Linked DNA regions of Mus musculus: region 1 is linked to region 2. A link is a contact called in public Hi-C data. All regions are on one chromosome and are shown on one strand. Each heading gives the region's core, a stretch centred on a gene start, on an enhancer-like site or on the middle of the called end of the contact. The rest is flanking DNA. Distances are from core to core; before and after follow the strand shown. Region 1 overlaps Gm15270 (predicted gene 15270). Region 2 overlaps Gm15270 (predicted gene 15270).

Evidence for each region. A called contact is a pair of places that touch in the nucleus more often than the background predicts.
Region 1: a Hi-C map of liver shows a contact between it and region 2, with 2.6 times the contacts expected there. The contact joins two enhancer-like sites. A contact is called at or near these places in 2 of 484 Hi-C or Micro-C datasets (liver and nephron progenitors) and 1 of 115 datasets of contacts at active chromatin or transcription factors (fibro-adipogenic progenitors).

The regions. Positions count from the first base shown.
Region 1 is chr10:24,532,812-24,539,805 of GRCm38.p6, forward strand. The region is part of intron 3 of Gm15270 (predicted gene 15270); the gene reads right to left. Among named protein-coding and RNA genes, the nearest start is that of Gm36089, 17 kb to the right of the region's middle. Within about 2 kb of position 2,815, at least 20 of the 459 cell types and tissues checked have an H3K27ac peak or open chromatin away from gene starts, as enhancers often do. A contact at or near this core is called in liver, where this site is marked.
Region 2 is chr10:24,377,194-24,384,394 of GRCm38.p6, forward strand. Gm15270 (predicted gene 15270) reads right to left here. Exons shown (of 5, transcript NR_163910.1): 4 at 6,264-6,468. Among named protein-coding and RNA genes, the nearest start is that of Gm40615, 80 kb to the right of the region's middle. Within about 2 kb of position 2,333, at least 15 of the 459 cell types and tissues checked have an H3K27ac peak or open chromatin away from gene starts, as enhancers often do. A contact at or near this core is called in liver, where this site is marked.

The sequences.
Region 1 (6,994 bases), core at 1,565-4,064, 160 kb after region 2:
CCTTCCTCCACCAGGTCAGGTAATAAGTGTCAAGAACATGCCAAGTTCTCTGAAAGGCATAATACCCTTCTATACTTGCTACCGAGCTCACAATCCAACTGTAGCTGGCTGCAAGAGCTAGAAACTGTCACCTGAGCTTTTTCTACACTTGGAGAGGAGCCAATGAGGAAACCCTTGCCAGCATCAGCAATGCCTCCTTGGAACCGCCTTACCATGCCAGGGATAGAGTTAAGGGGATACAATACAGAAAAGGAAAAGAACAAACAAACAAACAAACAAACAAAATAATGGCATCCCCAGGACATTACAAATTCCAAGAAACTCAATCCATTGAAACTGCCTCTTCAGCCCTGCTCAGTCCTTTGGAAGCATTGAGGACCTTTAGCCATGTATGTCTCAGGAATGAACCTTTAAAAGGAAGCATTTTGTTTACAGTGCACAAGAAGACCTCAATTAAACTTCTATTGCGGCCCCGCATATAAAGCCTTAAGTCCTCCCCATGTTCTACCCACCAATCTCCTCTTTAAGCTGTGAGAACAGAAACAACGATAAAACACCTTTATTTCAGTATTATTTCATGTTTCCTCTCCCCATCCTACAAGTCTCAAAATGCTGGGGAACTCTGGCCTCAAAGGTGCTAATCTGTTGCTTTAGATACTGTTTCTTCATGAGGCACCGGATGGCAGAGAGCATGCCTTTACTGCATACCTTGACAACCATGCCTCTCTCTCAATGTCACTTCCATGAACGCAAGCCTTTCCCTGCCATCTGAATACGCCCACAGTTATAAACATTTTTTTTCCTGAGGAGAACCAGGGGATACACATTGCATCAATAAACCTCTTGAAGGACATACAAAGCTGCCCCAGATGCCGGGATGACTACAGTCCATTAGAGCTGATAAAACATCCAGCTGTCTCTGAAAGATTCAATGTATGTATCTTTAGGCTTTCTCAGACAGATGCATGAGTTAGGCTGGTGGGAGGGGGTGCAGGAGTTAGGGGGTAGGGAGTTAGGGGACCGGATCCCCAGAGGACATCGTTGTATGGGAGACCACTGAGACTGATCCAGGAATAAGCTGCTGGCCTGAGCGTGAAGGAGAGCCTGTTTGTTCTTCCACAGTCTTTCCTCACTGAGACCCCAGGCACAGATTCCTTCCCCTTGGTTTGAAAGTTGGCACTTACCCCACTCAAAGGTATTTTTATGTCCTTCATAGACAAACATTACAGACGAAATTCTTAACATATTTATAAGAACACAGTCTTTGTACTTCACTGGTGGTGCAAAGGGGAGGATATGACAAGGGCTTTACTGTGTTTTCCTCTAAACAAGGTTGCTATGAACTTGGAAATCAGTCGTCTCTGGCTTTCAACTCAGTATCCCAATATACTTATTACTCTTTAATGGAGATGGTATCATGCTTCGTTATAAAATACCTTAAATATGTGTCAGTTTCTCAGGTATGATATCTTTTACGTATCTGTATCATGTTCATTTTTAAACAGAAAGACAGAGACAAAGTGAATACATTTAAGCAGCATTTAAAATGATATAAATCAAGAAAAAAAATTCTCCCATGAGCCAAGATTTCTCACAGGAAGAGATGAGGGGAGAGAAGTCTCAGGTGGAAAGACAGGCGATGGTGTTGTCAGACATTGGTGTGTCTCAGTGTGACAGACATGGGCAGGGACGGGTTGTGAAAGAACAAAGGCGTGCTGGGTGTGCCGGTGTCAACAGTTTCCTGATTCTAACACTTAAGACAAGGCTTCTAAAAATCTAGCTGGAGAACAAAACGACTAAGGTGATAGCCAGGTAAAGTTGTATAAAATCCTATTCTGGCAAAAACCTTCCTGCAGTCACTTGATCAAATCTGTTTTTCTGATGTAACCTGGGCCCAAACTGGGAGGTTTTAAACACTGAAATCCTCTCTACATAACAAGAAGTAATTTCTCCCCTCTTCTTCAAAGAGAAATCTTTCTATTCAATGAAAGGTTTTGAATTGAACATTCAGTTATAGAATGTTCAATTTCAAGCTGTTCGGTTGACCCTCGGCTTTCTCTCCAAGTTCCCCTATGCCTTTTGCCTTTAAAAGTTCAGAATGTCTCCAACAGTAACTGTTCAATTCTGTCTTGCAAGCCTGGACTATGGACAGTGATCTAACCTCTTGGAAAAGACATGGAGTGCACCCAAAAACTGAGAGAGACATTCTCTCGTCCCAGCCGCCAGCTCACGGGTTTCAAAGTCCTGGGACACACATCATGAACAGCCTAGGGCTCTAGCATGTAAGTGGGCAGTGCCAACTCAAACACAGAAAGCACTTCTGCAGGTATAAACAGCAGGCCGGGCCCAGAAGGCAGGCAGCAAGGAGGCAGCCAGCCAGCCAGCCAGCCCGCCAGCCAGCCAGCCCGCCAGCCAGCCCGCCGGCCGACTTTTTGCCTGCGTCACTCTCCCGCAGTCCTCTCCACATGGAAAAAAGAAACTCCTCAGTTGGACTGCAAACTTGGGCTCAAAGAAAATGAATATAGAAATAACCTTAAAAGGATATCTCCCTTAAAAGGGAGAAAGGTCTTCCTGGTGGGTATCCGTGTTACTGATGTGTGGCAGTGTGCGTGGGTATACCGGGACGCACAGCCACATACACACACACACCCCTTGACAGTGGTGTGTCATCAGTAATTGTTTTAATTTTCCTAAAGCAGCACATTTGGCCTTATTTTGAGTATGTCAAAAAGAAAGTCACGTACTTCTCCTGTAGAAATTCGGCCATTTTCTGTGAGTAGCCTTAGTGTTCACAGTTTCCTAAGTATGTGTTAATCTTTAAACATACACCCGTCTTCCAATGTCTGAGCACCTATTGCTGACCTCGACAGTCAACGGGAACACAGATACTCATGTCGGTGGCTTCAGATCATGTGACTGAACAGCAGGGGAACAAAAGACTGTCTCCACCACTGAGAGTAAAAGAACCTGAGCTTACCACACTTAAAGACACTGAGTTTTCTCTGCCTGTGGAGTTGTAAAGGCCATCCCTAGAGACACAGTACATGGGCTCTTTCCCCCTAAGAGTGCTAGCTAATGGGTCTTACTATAAAGATAATTTTTTATACTTCCACTCCATTTTTTCTTTAGCTGAAGTTCATTTAGCAAACTCATTGTATTATTTTTCTTCATTATCCCTCAACTGTCATCTCATGAGCACCATTAAATGTATCATGATGAAATTGCAGACACAAGTAAATATGTCCCTACAGTCAAAAATATAACTCCTACTTGGAAAACTGGACTTTGAATTTATAAAGTTTATACAATGGTAGGTCCCTAAACAACTCCAATATTATTTTCACTAACTGTGCTAAAATATGCACACTATGTTCTGAGACCTACCCAGAATGTATGGGAGGACAATATACAGAAAGAATGGTCCCTGGTATAAATGTTCGCCTGGGGGTAGACTAAAAGAGTCTTTACATTTGAACTAAGAAATATGAACATGTTCTCCAAAGAGACAAAAGCTCACAATGACATAGGATGTTAAACATACCCAATACCATATGCACACATGTACTCTGCAGTCAGATCACAAAGGACCAGCTGAGACCTGCCCTGGAAAAATCATCTTGGGCTATCCAAACCCAGCTTGAACATTATCTCTGTTGGTAGCTAAGAAGAAGAAATAATTTTTCTCAAGTAACTGATGCTTCAGGTTTTCTGTTATGGAAATCCAAAAACCAAAGAAGTCCCTTGATAACAGGTTCGTTGGCTTCTGTGTAAAGCCTCTTGCCTTACCAGTAACGTGTCCTGTGCGTATCGCTAGTGCACCTTGTTTCTAAGGAAAGTGTCCTTTATAATTTTGAATGACTTAAATTTAGATGAAGTCATTTGCTTTTTAAAGCAGAAGGCTTAATGTAAAGAGATTCCTCCCCAGACACCAGAACTAATCAATTTTATAAAACCCTTGTATTTTTTCTTTATTTTTAAGTTAAGGAAATATCAGGCCTGATGGAGCACAGACTTGATATACTCATGACTGAGTTATCCTGTGAATCAAACCTCCCAGAGGCCACCGTATCTCATCTTAAGGAAACTGAAGACATTATGAACTATATACACTATGCAGTAGATACTGTGCACTTGGTGCTAATAAAGTTGAATGCAGTGGGAACCTATATAGTACATAATCGTGGCTGTGTTTTCAGTTAAGAGCAAGAGAACAGGGCAAGTGCAGTAGTTTCTTGCTGTTTTTACTCTGCTGTTGTTCACGTTCTCTGGGGTACTGGGAATGACCTAGGATATCTGAGACCAACTCTATAAAGCCACCACACATCTTACCTCATTTACTGGTCATCTGATCAACTTTATTTTTGTATGTGTTCATTTTCTATTTCAAATGCAAAGGTTTCATCGTCAGAGAGCGACTTCATTCTGAAGTTACTCTGCTAGTTAAATGATGGAGCCAGGATTCTCAGTTGGCTGCTCTAAGATCTCAGGTCTTCATAATATCGTGTGTGTGTGTGTGTGTGTGTGTGTGTGTGTGTGTGTGTTTCAATTCTTTCCCACAGAAAGTAACTATAAAGAAGCTTATTATGAACAGAACAAAGGCTTTATGAAAGAATAAAATACTAATGATTCACACAAAAAGAACTGAAAAAAAAATGGAGATATCAAATTTTGGGATAAAGCATCATGGACTGCGTCCTGTTAATCAATGAATTCAGTGTGTTGCCAACAGGATAGGTGATATCTGTTAAGCTTATTCTAAAATCTATAAAAGATAAAAAAATACATTTAAAATTTAAAGGTGTTAAAATACATTTTAAATCTAGACAATAATTTTAAAAGAAAATGGACTTTACATCCTTAGAAATGAAAATAGTGCATCACCACAGACAGAAGTAGTTTGGAAAATAGAGTGTAAGTAGAGCCATATATGGCCATATAAAAGTCACAGGATGGATTACAAATGGGAGCAACATGTAGGGAAGACTTTGTTTATTTAGTATAAAAATGGGGGAATTCTGATTATGAGATAGATAGATAGATAGATAGATAGATAGATAGATAGATAGATAGATGATAGATAGATAGATAGATAGATAGATAGATAGATAGATAGATAGATAGATAGAAACAAAATAAATTATTAGAGTAGCCTTAACATTTTCATACAAAAAACTTACAAGTCAGAAATTTTATGAAACTTAAAGAGAATAAAATCACAGAAGGAAAATCTACATATAACCTTGGGGTGAAGAAACCTCCTATCATGAGGCATATGTTAAAAAGCAATAAAGGAAGACTAGTCATTCTAGTTATATCAGCCATAAAGTTTCTATAGTGGAAAAAAAACTATACGGTGACAAAAGAGACTGGAGGAAGGGATCATTCTCAGCCACTTGCTTTGCATATAAAATATTAGAATTCAAAATATGAATGTATCCTCTGTGCCAAATCAATAAGAAAATCATTTGACATAAAGACAAAAGTAGATGAGTAAAAACTGACAACTGGATTTTCACAGATGTGAAAAGACACATGTTAAATGAATAAGTAAAAGCTGTTCAACCATACTATAGTAACAATTACCACAAGGAGCAAATATATTAAGAACAGCCATCCTCAGATTGTAAGAAGACAGGCAAATATTTACTTCCTTAATGTAAAATTCTACTGTCTTTGCGAATGATGATTTTACAGTAGCTTTAAATTTTAAATAGAAAAGTTAAATAATAGAACAATAACAAAATCAACACGGAAATTTCAGTAATTGTCTATGTATGCATAGTGCATTTGCTGAAAGGGGAATAATGAAAGCAATATTATTCTCATCCAAACAGCATCCCTGTAATGTTCAGATAAGGAGTCATATAAGGCTCTGAACAGCCAAAGCTGTTCTTCTTTGTTCTTTGAGTAAGAAGAACAAAGTCAAAGGCGTCGTGACCCTGATTTCGAGATGTATTGTAGAGCCACAGAAACCCAAGTAGAATGCTATTAGGCTAACAGCAGACACACTGACTGGTGGAACAGACTTGAGATACCAGGAACAAATCTGTACTTTGGTGACAGTGCTGGTTAATATTTTGTCAGATTGGTGCATGCTAGAGTCATCTGAGCAAAGGGACCTTCAGTGGAGAAAATACATCTATTAGATTATTTGTAAACAGGTTGGAAACATTTTCTTGATTAGTGATGTGAGTAGGTCCAGTTCACTGCGAGTGGTTCCATCCTTGGACAGCATGTCCTTAGGCTGTGTAAGAAAGCAAAGTGAGCAAGCCATGAAGAGCAAGTCAGTAAGCAGCATCCTTCCATGGTCTCTGCTACAGTTCCTGCCCTGCTGGAGTTTCTGCCATGGCTTCCCTCAATGAGAGCCTGTGATTTGGATGGATAAGCCAAATAAAATTCTTTTTCCCCCTTGTTGCTTTTGACCATTATGATTATCACAGAAATAGAAAGCAAACTAGGACAAATGACAAGTGACGCTCAGAAAAACTATCAAAATCATACATTGTAGAAAGATGCCTCTGCATGAATGCTGGGGAAATTGGACTTCCACATGCAAAAGACTAGAAAAAAATTAGATACCCAATGATGTCCAGTTATCACACTCTCAGATGTCAGGGCTCAGCAACTGCTATTGCTGTGGGTGGTTTGATAAAGTTGTTAAATTGTTGATACTTGTTTGATAAAGTTTATAAAGTCACTCTTCTTTCTCAGCATGTATACAAAGCCAAGGCAGGTGAAAGACTGGATTTAAGATCCAGAACCACTAGAAGAGAACAGGAAAAGCACTTCAAGACGTCCCTCTTGGAACTGATTTTCTGTGTCACACCCAAAACAACCCACAGGAAACCGACACAAAAAGTGACAAATGCCTATGATAACAAATCCAAATCAGGAAGCTACTGCACAGCAAAGGGACAGATGAGAGAGTGAAGAGACACCCTGCATAGCAGAAGACTGTCTGCCAACCACTTGTCACATCCAGAATATATGCAGA
Region 2 (7,201 bases), core at 1,083-3,582:
ACACTACTTCCTGGGTTCCATTTCACACTAGACCTTTCCTATCTCTTTCAGCACAAGCTTTAGCCCCAGTGTTAAATTTCCTGGTGCTCTTTTTCTCCTCAAACTGTACATTTTGTGTTTCTTTTTGTCCTACTTGCTCCTTTTCACTGCAGACCTGAATGAGAGTGACTATGAATAATAACACAACACTGTCAGGATTAGCCAATGAAATTAGTCCAAAACCTTTCAGTTTTTCTTCAGAAAGATTCTTAGAGCAAGATCCAGTCACATTCTTTGCCAAATTATCACAAATGTAGTCTCTAGCCAAGTTGCTAATATTGGTCCAGTCTGAAATCTCTTGAGCTGCGACCTCCATAGAACACATTGATCTCAGCACTACTGTTTTCCAAGGACCTACTTGGATGGTTTCTTTTTTTATTATTAGATATTTTCTTTATTTACATTTTAAATGTTATCCCCTTTCCTAGTTTACCCTCCGAAAATCCCCTATCCCTCTCCCACCCCTCCTTCCCAGCCCACCCACTCCCATTCCTGGCCCTGGCATTCCCCTATAGTGGAGCCTAGAACCCTCACAGGACCTAGGGCCTCTCTTCCCATTGATAACCGAGTAGGCCATTCTCTGCTATATATGCGCAGCTAGAACCACAAGTCCTACCATATGTTTTCTTTGATTGGTGGTTTAGTCCCAAGGAGCTCTGGGTACACTGGTAAGTTCATATTGATGTTCCTCCTATGGGGCTGCAAACCCCTTCAGCTCCTTGGGTCCTTTCTCTAGCTCCTTCATTGGGGACCTTAAGCTCTGTCCAATGAATGACTATGAGCATCCACTTTTGTATTTGCTAGGCACTGGCAGAGTCTTGCAGGAGACAGCTATATCAGACTCCTGTTTTGTTAAGGCCTATGTAGAGTGTTTAAACTTTCTCAGTCTAAAGTCCTAAAGTCTTTTACTTTCTAAAAAACAAAACAAAACAAAACAAAACAAAACAAAACAAAACAAAACAGCATGTTCAAGTTTGTCACAAGTTTCCCACTTCCTGGTACCAAGTTCTGTCTTAGTTACTTTTCTATTGCTATGAAAAAGAACACCATGACCAAGGCAGCTTATGAAAGAAAGCATTTAGTTTGAGACTCATGACCATCACTGCAGCAGGCAAGCAGGCAGGCAGACAGGCAGGCGGGCATGGTGTTATACAGAAACTAAGAGCTTATATATGATCCACAGGCACTGTAATGAGGCAGAGAGTGATAACTGAGAAGTGGCTTGAGCTTTTGAAACACCATAGTCTTTCCCCAAAATGATATGCATGCTACAACAAAACCATACATTCTAATCCTCCCCAAATGGTTCCATCAACTGAGGACCAAGTAGTCAACCTATGAGACTGGGAGACTATTCTCATTCAAACTATCATACCCATCAATCAAAGTCTGCATGGTTCTGGATCCATCTGCCTCTTTCTTTATTCTCATAGTACCCAGGGGTCAAAACCCATACACTGAGACAGAGATGTTCTGGAACAGTCTTCCCTTCATAGTAGCCCACACTTTCCAAATGGTACTTCATGAGAGGCAGCAGAAACCCCTGGCCCCTCAGTATATTTATCTCAGTGTCACACCTTCAGCTCTCTTTTGGTTCCAAGTGAGCCTTAAGGAAATTCCAGATCAGAGGAAGAGGCATAGGATATTGTAAAAAACAAAACAAAACAAGACAAGACAAAACAAAACAAAACAAAACAAAAAACAGGGGCAATGTACTTGATGAGCCATTTATATTCAAGCTATTCTACCAGAAAAAAGGTAAAGGAAAAATCACACCTTCAATATTAGGGTTTGGGGGAGGGGTCGGTAATGAAATGCCCATATTTCCCTCATTTTCTTCCTATCTGGAATGAGCTCTGCCCGTCCTTCGGCAATGGCTGTTGAGAATTTTCTGGATACACCCAGCCACTTTTCTCTTAAGAACCCCGCACAGCTTAAGAATTTTCCAGCCAAAGGGAGAAACTGTGGAAGTCAACGGCCACGATCAGATGCCCTCTGGCCCTCGAAGTCAATGGTCATCATTGGATGTTGTCTGGCCGTTGTCCTAGTGGCTCAGGGCACCTCTGGTTTTTCACACTCAGTATTTCATGCCAGCTTTAGCTTATAGGGTAAATACTTGATGCTATGGCACACAAAGCCCCATGTGGTCTCCATGTGACACCCTCGCCAACGTAAGGAGTTAATATCAACTAGTGTTGGTTATCACTGCACGCGATGTTACTTTTGTAAAGTCTTGTTCTGAGCTTCTGGCAAGCCTCCAATCTTAGCCATTCATTCTGCTGAGTAATCTCCTGTTTATTTGCCCTGGCAATCAGGGCCAAGAGAAATTTGGCCAACAATCTGAGGAGGGTCAAGCTGGTGTGGGGGAGAGATACCCCGAACATTACAACTAAAGAAAAAATTAAATCACACTTAATCTGGAATAATTTATGTGAGATTACCTACTTTTACTGCCAATGAAAGTGAAGGCTCAGTATTGCTTTCATTTTTAATATTCTGAATCTTTTGTCTGGGTATAAAATGGCCCTTTGCCACAGATTTTAGGCCTTCAAGCCAAGCAATTTATAGGCTACAAATAAAATTGTTATTGTGCCATAAACAGCCTCATAGACAACAAACAATTTTTTGCCTGTCTCTCTAGTCTGAGTAGACTTCTACTGTGAGTTGCTTATACATTAAGCATAAACATGTAAACACACATATACATAGAGATACATACACAGACATACACATAAACACACACAAATATAGACACACAGACACGTATATAGACATACATACACACACATACATATATATAGACATACATAGACATACAAACATACACATAGACATACACAGAGAGACACACACATACACACATACACATGGTTTATATTAGAAACAATTTTTCTTCTGCTTAATGAATCTTTGAAAGCTTGATCATGAAGTTGTAAAATCCTGAGGTCCGAATGGCAGATTTGCTCCCCCGAGTTCTGAGTTTCCTGTGAAACTGAGCATCTGAACTGAACAAAAATGTCCTTTTCTCAACCAAAAATGGGATGCCAGAGGCCTTTGGGGTGAGTTTAGAGATCATGTGCAGGAAAGGTCTGTGTGGTTTCTTCTGCCTGTTCTTCTGGCAGAAGAACCCAGCTGCTGGTGTTCAGCTAGTCTGAGTGGCTCTAACCTACATTTCTCATTCTTTCTTCCATCCCTTCCAATCTGCAGTGACATCTACTTCATTCACAAATTTTAGGGTTGAAGCTGTCCTTTTTTGGTAAATTTTAATGTTTTGTTTAGTCACTGAAATTTTTCTTCTGCCCTACATCAGAATGAGAACTGTTTAGTGGGAGTTGACAGCAGGCTGTGTTTTATGCCTAGGCTGCCCTATCAGAGCATAGACATATCACAGGATCGCAGATGCTCACACACAAATAGTTTGGAGAATGTGAAAGTTCAGGAGATGAATGCAGAAAGCAGGGGAGGGGCTTTGTACTTTTACAGTCAATGTGCAGACTCATCTTCCTAAGACACAAGTGGGGAGGGGATCATCTAGGCAGCTTTGAAGATGAAAAGAAATGCAAGCAACCCATAAAACTTGCAGATTCGGACATCTTCCAAATGGAGAGGTGATGCTGACAACACTGACAAGAATGTGATTTGTAGTCTTATAGCAAACATAACAAACAAGAAAAGAGGGGGTGGAGAAAGGAAGAAAGAAGTCCTTATCAAAACTAGCCCATTTTACAAAGAAAATACCAGATATATTAATAAAGCCAGATCTCAGTAGGCCCTGAGACCGTACTGACACTGTGACAAAGTACCATTCAGGCTGTAAAACTCTGCACGTAAGCAGTACCACCTGCCAAAACTAAAACAAAGGCCCAATTCATCCAAGTCCATAGTTCTGGGAAAGGCTCAAAAGGTACTAATCTTGATTTCTGGTTTCTGCAGTTCTGCTCTAGCTAACTGTTCTTGTTAACTGAAGTATGTCTGCCAGAACATGTTTTCTATGCTTAAAAGCTCACCCTGAAAAAGGCTCATGGCTACACTGGGATCCTGAGCATCCAGTGTGGTTGCCTACTGACTAATAAAGACTGTCTATTGGCTTAAACCTATGTCCAAGCACTTTTCCCTGGCGAATACCCCACAACAATATCATAAAAATATCAATTAAAATTAATCTCACAGATAATTATTAATTAATTCACTTAGTAAGTGAATTAATCCAGTTGATAATTTAACTAGTAATTAATTAATCCAGTTGATAATTTACTAATTAATTAGTTAACCCAATTGGTGAGTGGTATTTTAATTCAAACAGGTATGGTCTCCTTTGCTAGGCCCCCTCTATCATGAGCCTTTAATGCTCAATGTTCTTTTACTTGTAGTTGTTCAAATGAAGTGCTTACTCACATAACAAGGCCAATATTCAATGTATCTTTCCTTATAAACCATGAACAAAGCTGGGGGCGGGGTTGCTGGCACACACCATTAATCCCAGCACACAGGAGGCAAATGCAGGTGGATCTCTGAGAACTTGAGGTCATCCTGGTCTACAAACCAAGTTTCAGAACAGCCAGGACTACATAGAGAAACCCTTTCTCAAAACAAACAAAAACTAACCAAACAAACAAAAACCATGAAAGAGACACCTGAACAGCTATGAAATTGCATGTTAAGCAATTCTGGCCATCCTGTAGAAGAGAAAGCTTCATGGAATTTTGGAATTGCATTCAAACTGATGAATCTATTTCAATATATATGCATATATATGTACATATGATTATCTATTTGTCAAGTTTTGATAGACAATGGCATGTTTAATACACTTAGGGAAATAAAGCACACAGTTTTATTTCACCGTCATAGCTATAGTACTCCACCCTGACCACTAGGTGGCCACCCGGGCCCCTGTCTTCTGCCAAGACTTTTCTCCAGAAGCAAAGAACCCTGCAACAGGATTTAAGTTAAGGAAGGGCCGGGCTTTCAGAATTACAGCACTGTTTTTATAATCGCTTTTATTGACCTCCAGGCCAGAAGCTGAGCCTTGAGGGATGTGCATGTGTTCATGTGTTCAAAGAATTTTCAACAACACAATGTGTAATCGTTTTCAGTAAATTCACAATTAGCAGATTTTGTTTGTTTCATTGAGATACTATAAAAGGTAATTTTTATGGATGGTCAGGAGTTTTTCTGACATATTCTTGAAAGAGAGAGTGTGTGTGTGTGTATGTGTGTGTGTGTGTGTGTGTGTGTGTGTGCATGTGTGTGCTTGTGCATACTTATTTCATTCTTGTCTGGGTACATATGTGTCTATAGTTGCTTATGCACCAGTATGCATACATGTTTGGAGAGGCTAGAGAACAACTTAGAACCTCTTTCCTCAGATAGCATGCAGCTTGGTTTTTGAGACAAGATGTCTCACTGATCTGCATCTACTGGTTAGACCCAGTGGCTCCCAAGTCCCACGTATTGCAAGCCCATCTCTTCTTCTCCAGCCCTGCGTGCCACCATGCATGGCCTTCTATGTATGTTTTAGGAATTAAACTCAGGTTCTAATGCTTGCAATTGCTTTGCCTTTCAAGCCATCCCTGCAGCCATATTACATTCCTAAGAGAACATGGGACACTGAATCTCACGAAAGTCCTTTCTTTGGCAAGAAGATAAATCAAGTATTTACAAAACTTAAGAAATTCATGTTCCACACTTGAAGTAATATTTCATCATGAAACCAGAATTGATCCAATAGGATGAAGACTTTGGGCAGCTCTGTGGAGATAACCATAACCTTTACCCTGATTCGTAGCGATTTGTAGAAAATGCCCTCCTTTCATCCCATTTAAACTGGATACCAACTCTTTTCCTCTTTGTTTAAAAGAATCTTTCTTCTTCCTTTTACATTTCTTTTTACATTTTATTGTAAATGTATGGGGGTTTGCCTGAGTGTATATCTGCCCAGCATGTTGATGCCTGGCACCTAAGGAATTTAGGGGACGATGTTAGATCCCCTGGGACTAGAGCTAAGCATGATTGTGGGTGCTGGGAACTGAGTCCAGGCTCCTCTGCAAGAGCAGCCATTGCTCTTAAGTGTGGAGCCATCTCCCAGGCCTGTGTTTTCATCACTTAGGAAGAAAGAATTTTTCAGCACACAATGTAAAAAGGCATGAAATACTGTCTCGGAATAGATTCATTCCTGATTCAATATCCCAGTGACTCTGAAATTATAGGAGAGCAAATCTTACCATCATCATCCATGCTATGGACGTGCAGCTGAGTTTTCCAGTTTAAGTTATTTTCTTTATGTTGAACACATATTTTTGTGTTTTTCTCCACATTATTTGCTTCAAATGTTGTTATATTCCTTCTTCATGCTTGAATGTTGTGATGACTGATCTCACTTGCCAATTTGTTCGGATCTGGAATGACTTGAAAGATGAGCTCCTGGTTCTGGGAAACAAATTTATGTTGTTTATAAGTTGTTGGGTTTGTAGTATTTATTTGTTATTATAACAATTTGAACAGACAAAGAAGTGTACTATGGATGATCCCCAACTTAACCGCGGTTAGATTCTGTGAGTATCTTTACGATGATACGAAAGCAAGAGCTTTCATTTGAAAGAATGCTTTGAATTCTGGCCTGGTCTTTGACTTGCAACATTCAATATGGTTCTTGTTTGAGACGGTGAGCAGAAGCAGCTCTGAGCATTCAGAGGATAGAATGTTCAGTCTTCATGACGACCCTGTGAACCACTGATATTCATCATGGGATCAAGGAAACTGAAGCACAGAGCAGTTAATACAGTAACCAAGGGGTACACAGTTAGGAAATATAGTCAGGACTCAACCCAGACAGCTCGGAACCAGAGTCCACATTCTTAATTATTGCCATATGTGTTTGAAAGAAAAAGTTTAAACCCCAAACCATATTAGAACAACAGAGAAGGGAGCTTTCACTAACTAAAACTGTGGGAAAAACTTGAAAGTTGGAAAACAAATAGAAACAGAGAAGCACTTGGTAAACAATGAGAGCAGGAGGCAGAGATGAGGTGGGTGGGGAGGAGACAGGAGCCATGGAAACCCTTAGGGTAATTGACAGGACACAGTAGCCAGAGTAACTAAGAGGCTGACTCTTGCTACACCACTTCTTGGCCAGTCAGGGTGTCTGCATCCTGGAGGCCCC